Regions from separate parts of the Arachis hypogaea genome. Here region 1 is linked to region 2. The links are chromatin contacts, called in public Hi-C maps. All regions are on one chromosome and are shown on one strand. Each heading gives the region's core, a stretch centred on a gene start, on an enhancer-like site or on the middle of the called end of the contact. The rest is flanking DNA. Distances are from core to core; before and after follow the strand shown.

Region 1 (2,971 bases), core at 432-2,931, 390 kb after region 2:
TTCAGTGTTTCAATTATTTAAAAATATATAAATTTAATGTTTCATATTTATATCTGTATCTTTCTGTATTCATCAAAAATTTATATCTCATTAAACTAAATAAAAGACATGTATCATCATAGAGACATAAATATCAACTAAACACTGTCTTAGTTCTAGTACACAGGTCTAGATACAAGTATAATAGATAATACGTGGATGATTTTTACCAAAATTTAAAACGTACCATACATCAATAAGAATATGATGTGATTAAATAATAACTATTGTTTTATCGCATTACAGTAGATGTATATTTTTTTTTTTTAAATGTATCATGCATGCAATGTCGGGTTAAAACAAAATCATTGTAAGAGTTATTGTATAAATATAAAATTTCAGTCTAGCACTCTAGCTAATAGATGAAACTATTATTATAAGAATTATTGATAGTTAAAATAGTTTTAAAAAAATTATATTTACATTAATTTAATATTATTTAAAATTAAATGTCTCAAATTACTTTTCAAAATATATAATTATAAGTCAAGTTGATCATTATTCTATCAGTTACATGATGATATATGACACAAATTATTTTTTACATATTATCATCGAACTGAAGAAATAACTGATTTAATTTATAAAAATATTATTTATACACAAAAAATTAGTTATTAAATTAGTCATTATTTATTTATATATAAATATATATTATTTTAATATATATTTATATTTCAATATATATTTCATATGGTTATTAGTGATTGATTTAATGATTAATTTTTAGTATACACAAGACATAATTATTTAATTTATTATTATATTTTTTATGGACTAATTTAAAATATTTTAAGCTTTAAAAATCAAATCAATACACATAAAAATTAAATAAAGACTTAATTTGATTTTTGTCTATTTTTAAGAATGACAATCTAACTCCTTATCAAAAGAGAAGAACACTTTTCGCACACACCATTATTATTTTAAGACAATTTAAATCTTATGTTAAAATATTCATCAAATAGTAACAGAAATTAATTTTGTGAAGAGTTTTATTTATAATATGTGAGGTTTTAAATCTTATAAATAATTAATAATTTATTTTGAAAAAATTTTTTATTAGTAATGGTGGTCATGTGGAGAATGACCATTTTTTAAATATTGTAAGAAAAAAATAATTGCAGCAGTACAAAAATCTTTTACAAAGAAAAGATAATATCATACAATAAATGAAAAAACAAAATAGTGATGTTTATATTGGTGTTGGTATTGATATTGATATTGATGGTGGTAGTAAAGATAATAGTGGTAATAAAATATTGTTATATGAAAAATAGTAAAATAGAAATTATAATGAGAAAAATGAGAAAGGATCGGAGATTATAGTAGTAATAATAGACTAGTGGTAGTTAACTTAAAAAATTTTATGGGAATTTAAAATTCTTACAGATTATAAATATAATTTATTAAAAAATTTATACGATCTCAAAATAATAATGTTAAAGATAGAAGTATTTTTATTAAGGAGTCGATTATTATCATTCTTGAAATGCAAAAGGCCGAGTTAGATCTCTAGTCTTGTAAAGATCTTTTAAAAATCATTTTGATGATTAATCCATTATTATAGTTAGGGGCCGATGCTTCCCCAGTTGGACCTAAGTGTTGTGCTGCTCATTAAATAATGAAGACTATAAGACTTCACTGTACCGGTAAGGCATGAACTATGAATTAAGAATAATATATTGGTAGATGCATAGATTGCGTCAGTCATTCTACCTTTAGAACCAACCAAACAGGTGGAGAATAATATCCTACAAAGAATAAAAATATTGCAACATTATTATTTATCGACAATGCCTTTTTTTATTTATAACGAATTATTTTTGCGCCGCTAATAAATAAAGACGTAAAACTAAAACATTATAATACATCATACTTAGGGTTAAACACGATTTTGATCTCTATAATTTAAGTCAAAAGTTTTGTTTAATCCTCAACCTTTCTTTACGTATAAAATTGTCTCTAAAATTCAACGTAATTTTAAAATCGTTCTTTAAACAATTATACCCTCAATGTCATTCCCTCCCTCACATCTTCTGTAGAAAGTTTCGTCGTCGCCCTCGCTATCGCTTGGCCCTCCCCTTCGCAGTGCCGCGACTCGCGCCCTGGCCTCGTTGCGACTCACCCTCGCCGTCGCTTGGCCCTCGCCCTCACAGTGCCATGACTCGCGCCCTAGCCTCGCCGCGATGTGCCTGGCCCTCACCCTCGTGTTCCTCGTCGTCATCGATGAGGTGGTGGTGGTGGTCGTGTTCCTCGCGTTTCCAGCATCACTACCGTGCCTCCCTTCGCCTTTCCTCTATGCTCTCTGCCGTTCAAATCTTCCTCCCCTCCTTTTTCTTTCATCACAAACCCTAATTTCTGAATATGAATTATTATTAATTTTTTTTGTTTCTTGTTAATGATGATGATTTAATATTGGTGATGAATTGCTGTTTTAGTTTTGATTTATTTGTGGTTATTGATGAAGGTTGAATTTTTTTTGTTGAATTCCTGAACAAATGGTGATGAGATGGTAGTGAGTAGAATGATGCAAATGGCGATGGAGTGATAGTGATTAGAGTGGTGGTGGTAGTGGTAATAAGAAAAAAAAAATTTGGTCATTTATATAAAAAATTAATCTGTCCAAAAGAATAATTTTAAAATTACGTTGAACTTTAGAGATAATTTTATATGAAAAAAATTGAGGACAAAAAAAATTTTCAGCCATAAACCATAAAAACTAAAATTACACTTAACCCAATATACCAAAAAAAAAAACTATTGATGATCATATAAAAAATTACTCACAGTATAATAGTTAATTATTGTAATATATAAAGTACTCTCATTATTGTATGCATGAAATTATGCACCATACATGCGCATATAAAAAATATATATGCATCATGCACGTGTGTTATTATTTTTATTTCTTGTACTATCCATATTA
Region 2 (2,806 bases), core at 257-2,756:
AAACTCAAATCGGGTATATCTGAGAACAGATTGGGCCAACAACAAGCATTACAAAGATGGCATAAGTATGAAAGCAAAGCAATGGCAGCAAAAAAAAAAAAAAGTAGTGTCGATAGCACAGTAGTGGCGACAACACCCAGAGAGGTGAATAGATCTTTGAGGTAACACCCAGAGAGTGAATAGATTAGAGAATGCAAGAAGATAGGCCACAGTAGTAGCAACAATGAGTTCAGAGAGGTGACGGAGATAATTTTATTTTAAATTTTATTCATTTTAGATGGCCCAAATTGAGAAATCACATGCCTCACTTGGAGCTACACCCAGGTTCGAATTCTCAATAAGGAATATAAAACCAATACTAGTAGTGGTAGTGTGTGTGTGAATGGATATGTGTTGTGTAATGTGTAAGACCAAAAAAAAATTTGAGGAACCATACTCAATGTTTACTGTAGTATTATTATTACCTTTTTCATTATCCAAATTCATTCAATAGTTTAAAGCTTTTTTAGGGGAAATTCAAAGGTGTAAGATCTATGTAGTAAGGATGATAATAGAGTTATGTATGGCGAGAACTCCTTTATTGCATCTCATATCCATATCTCCTTCTATTCTCCCCACAAGTTTTCATTTATCAATTTTCTTGGCAGAAACGGATGCCTATAGATATTCGTAACTAAATTAAATTTTTTTTATACAAAAGTAAAAAACACAAGAAAATAAAATATAATTCAACATAATTTAGTTTAAAAATAAAGATTCATAATTTATTTGTTAAAAAACAAAACATAAAAAGTCATTCACATCATTTCAAAGTCAAACCATTTTAAATATATAAGATTATTCATGTAGTGTCTATCACATTTCTATAATAATATATATTGTTTAGATCCATTTTAACAACAACAATAATAATAATTAGAATTCTAATTTTAAATTTTTACATGTATAAAATTTAATGATTATATTGTAATTTTACATCATAGTGATTTAAGAAGTAAGAACCTCTTTTTTTATTCGTCTCCATATATTTGTGGGAACGAGTCTCAATCCTTATAAAGATTTGACAAATCTCTAATTTTATCTCTCTCACATATTTTTGGCTTTACTTTCGCCCCTACAGCAGATAATCTTCGCATATACTTGTTTTAGTAGTTTTTTTTTTTCTCTAATATGGAGAAAGAGTACATGGAGGAAATATCCATTTTTCAAAAGAAGCAAATCAGATCTACGGACTAAAACTAGTTTTAGTATAAATTCATGTAACTTATTTATTTATTTATTTATTTATTTTTGAACTCAAGACAGAAATTTAATATAAACCCATACTTTCCTGCATTTTTATTCTTTTTCTATTTTTTGTTACACTGGACGTCTGGACCCTTCCTTTGAAGATTTTGGTTTCAGCCAATTATTGGGTCTGAATTTGGGTTTCCTTGTGAGCTTGTCCATTATTATTTATCAGTTTAGGCCCAAACCATACATATGCGGTAAATATGGGTCTGGGCTCAGCCCAATACGAAAACGACGTCATAAACTTTTGTACGTCTGAACTTTAACTTTCAAGGGATATATAATATCCTTGTCCAAAAATGATACGGATATGTAAGTTGTTATGCATCTCGCCAAAAACAAAAACTTTTGTTATGCAAAGTAAGAGAATTTTTCAGACCAAAAACAATAAAAGATTCAAAATTTTTACTGAATTATTTTTTTTTTCCTAAATATAAAGTAAACGAGAGGAAAACAAAAACATAGAAAAGGAGACAAGAGCCTTGATATTTTTCATGGATAATATAATTTTAAGTATTAATGTGATTGCAATAAATTATAACTCCGATGAGATAATCTTCCATATTTATCTAAGAAATTGCAAGTTAGAGTTTAAGAGGTTGTGAAGTCTGAACAATACTAATTATAAATATATATTGTTATACTTAAAATCATTTGATATAATATATGGTACACTCTTTTAAGAGATAATAAATAGACTATTGAGGGACAAATAAATAGAAAAACTATGAAAATAGTAACTGAAAATTTAGATGCCTATAAAAATAATACAAAATATACAAACGATAAATAAATTCTTAAAAAATTTAATAATTTGACGAAAATAACCAAAAAAAAAAATTAGAACGTGCATGAAAAAATTAAATCATTAGAACATGCATGAAAAAATTGAAAATTAAATCATTAGACCTCTTTTCTATTTTTAAAAAATCGGTTACTTACAAAAAAAAAAATTTAAACACAAAAATATCTTTTTTGTTTTAATTATGTTTGTAGATAAAATGCATTAAAATCTTATCTATGAAGTCTTTTTAAAAATATATATCTAACGTGTAGTTATTTTATTATGATTTTAAATTTGTCAAAAATTTATTTGTATTTTTTAAAATTATTTTCATCAATAAATTTATTTTCAGATATGTGCTCGTGAATAAATTACTGCAACAAAGGATTATTATTATTATTATTCAGATATGTGCATCGTGAATAAATTATTGCAACAAAGGATTATTATTGTTATTATTATTGTTATTATTATTTGGTGGCTGCTACTGTAGCCTGTGCCGGCTTCTGTCATGGCCTTTCATTGTTTTCTCGAATAACAATGAGGTCAACAAGTTGATGAGTGCTAGATTCAAGAGAGATGATTGCACTTCTGTCACATTACATGTATATATGCATATATAAATCAACTAGGATGAATTTTGGGGTGGAGATACATACCCCCTGGCATAAACTTCACTCGCTGTGGCAGACAGATTAAGAAATTAAAATAAAATACTTACCCTTCACATCA

What was found. A called contact is a pair of places that touch in the nucleus more often than the background predicts.
Region 1: a Hi-C map of leaf shows a contact between it and region 2, with 4 times the contacts expected there. The contact joins two enhancer-like sites. A contact is called at or near these places in 2 of 8 Hi-C or Micro-C datasets (both in leaf).

Annotation. Positions count from the first base shown.
Region 1 is chr9:99,181,435-99,184,405 of arahy.Tifrunner.gnm2.J5K5, forward strand. No RefSeq gene overlaps it. Among protein-coding and RNA genes, the nearest start is that of LOC112711308, 7.1 kb to the right of the region's middle. Within about 2 kb of position 1,682, at least 2 of the 3 cell types and tissues checked have open chromatin away from gene starts, as enhancers often do.
Region 2 is chr9:98,789,040-98,791,845 of arahy.Tifrunner.gnm2.J5K5, forward strand. No RefSeq gene overlaps it. Among protein-coding and RNA genes, the nearest start is that of LOC112713842, 23 kb to the right of the region's middle. Within about 2 kb of position 1,507, at least 3 of the 3 cell types and tissues checked have open chromatin away from gene starts, as enhancers often do.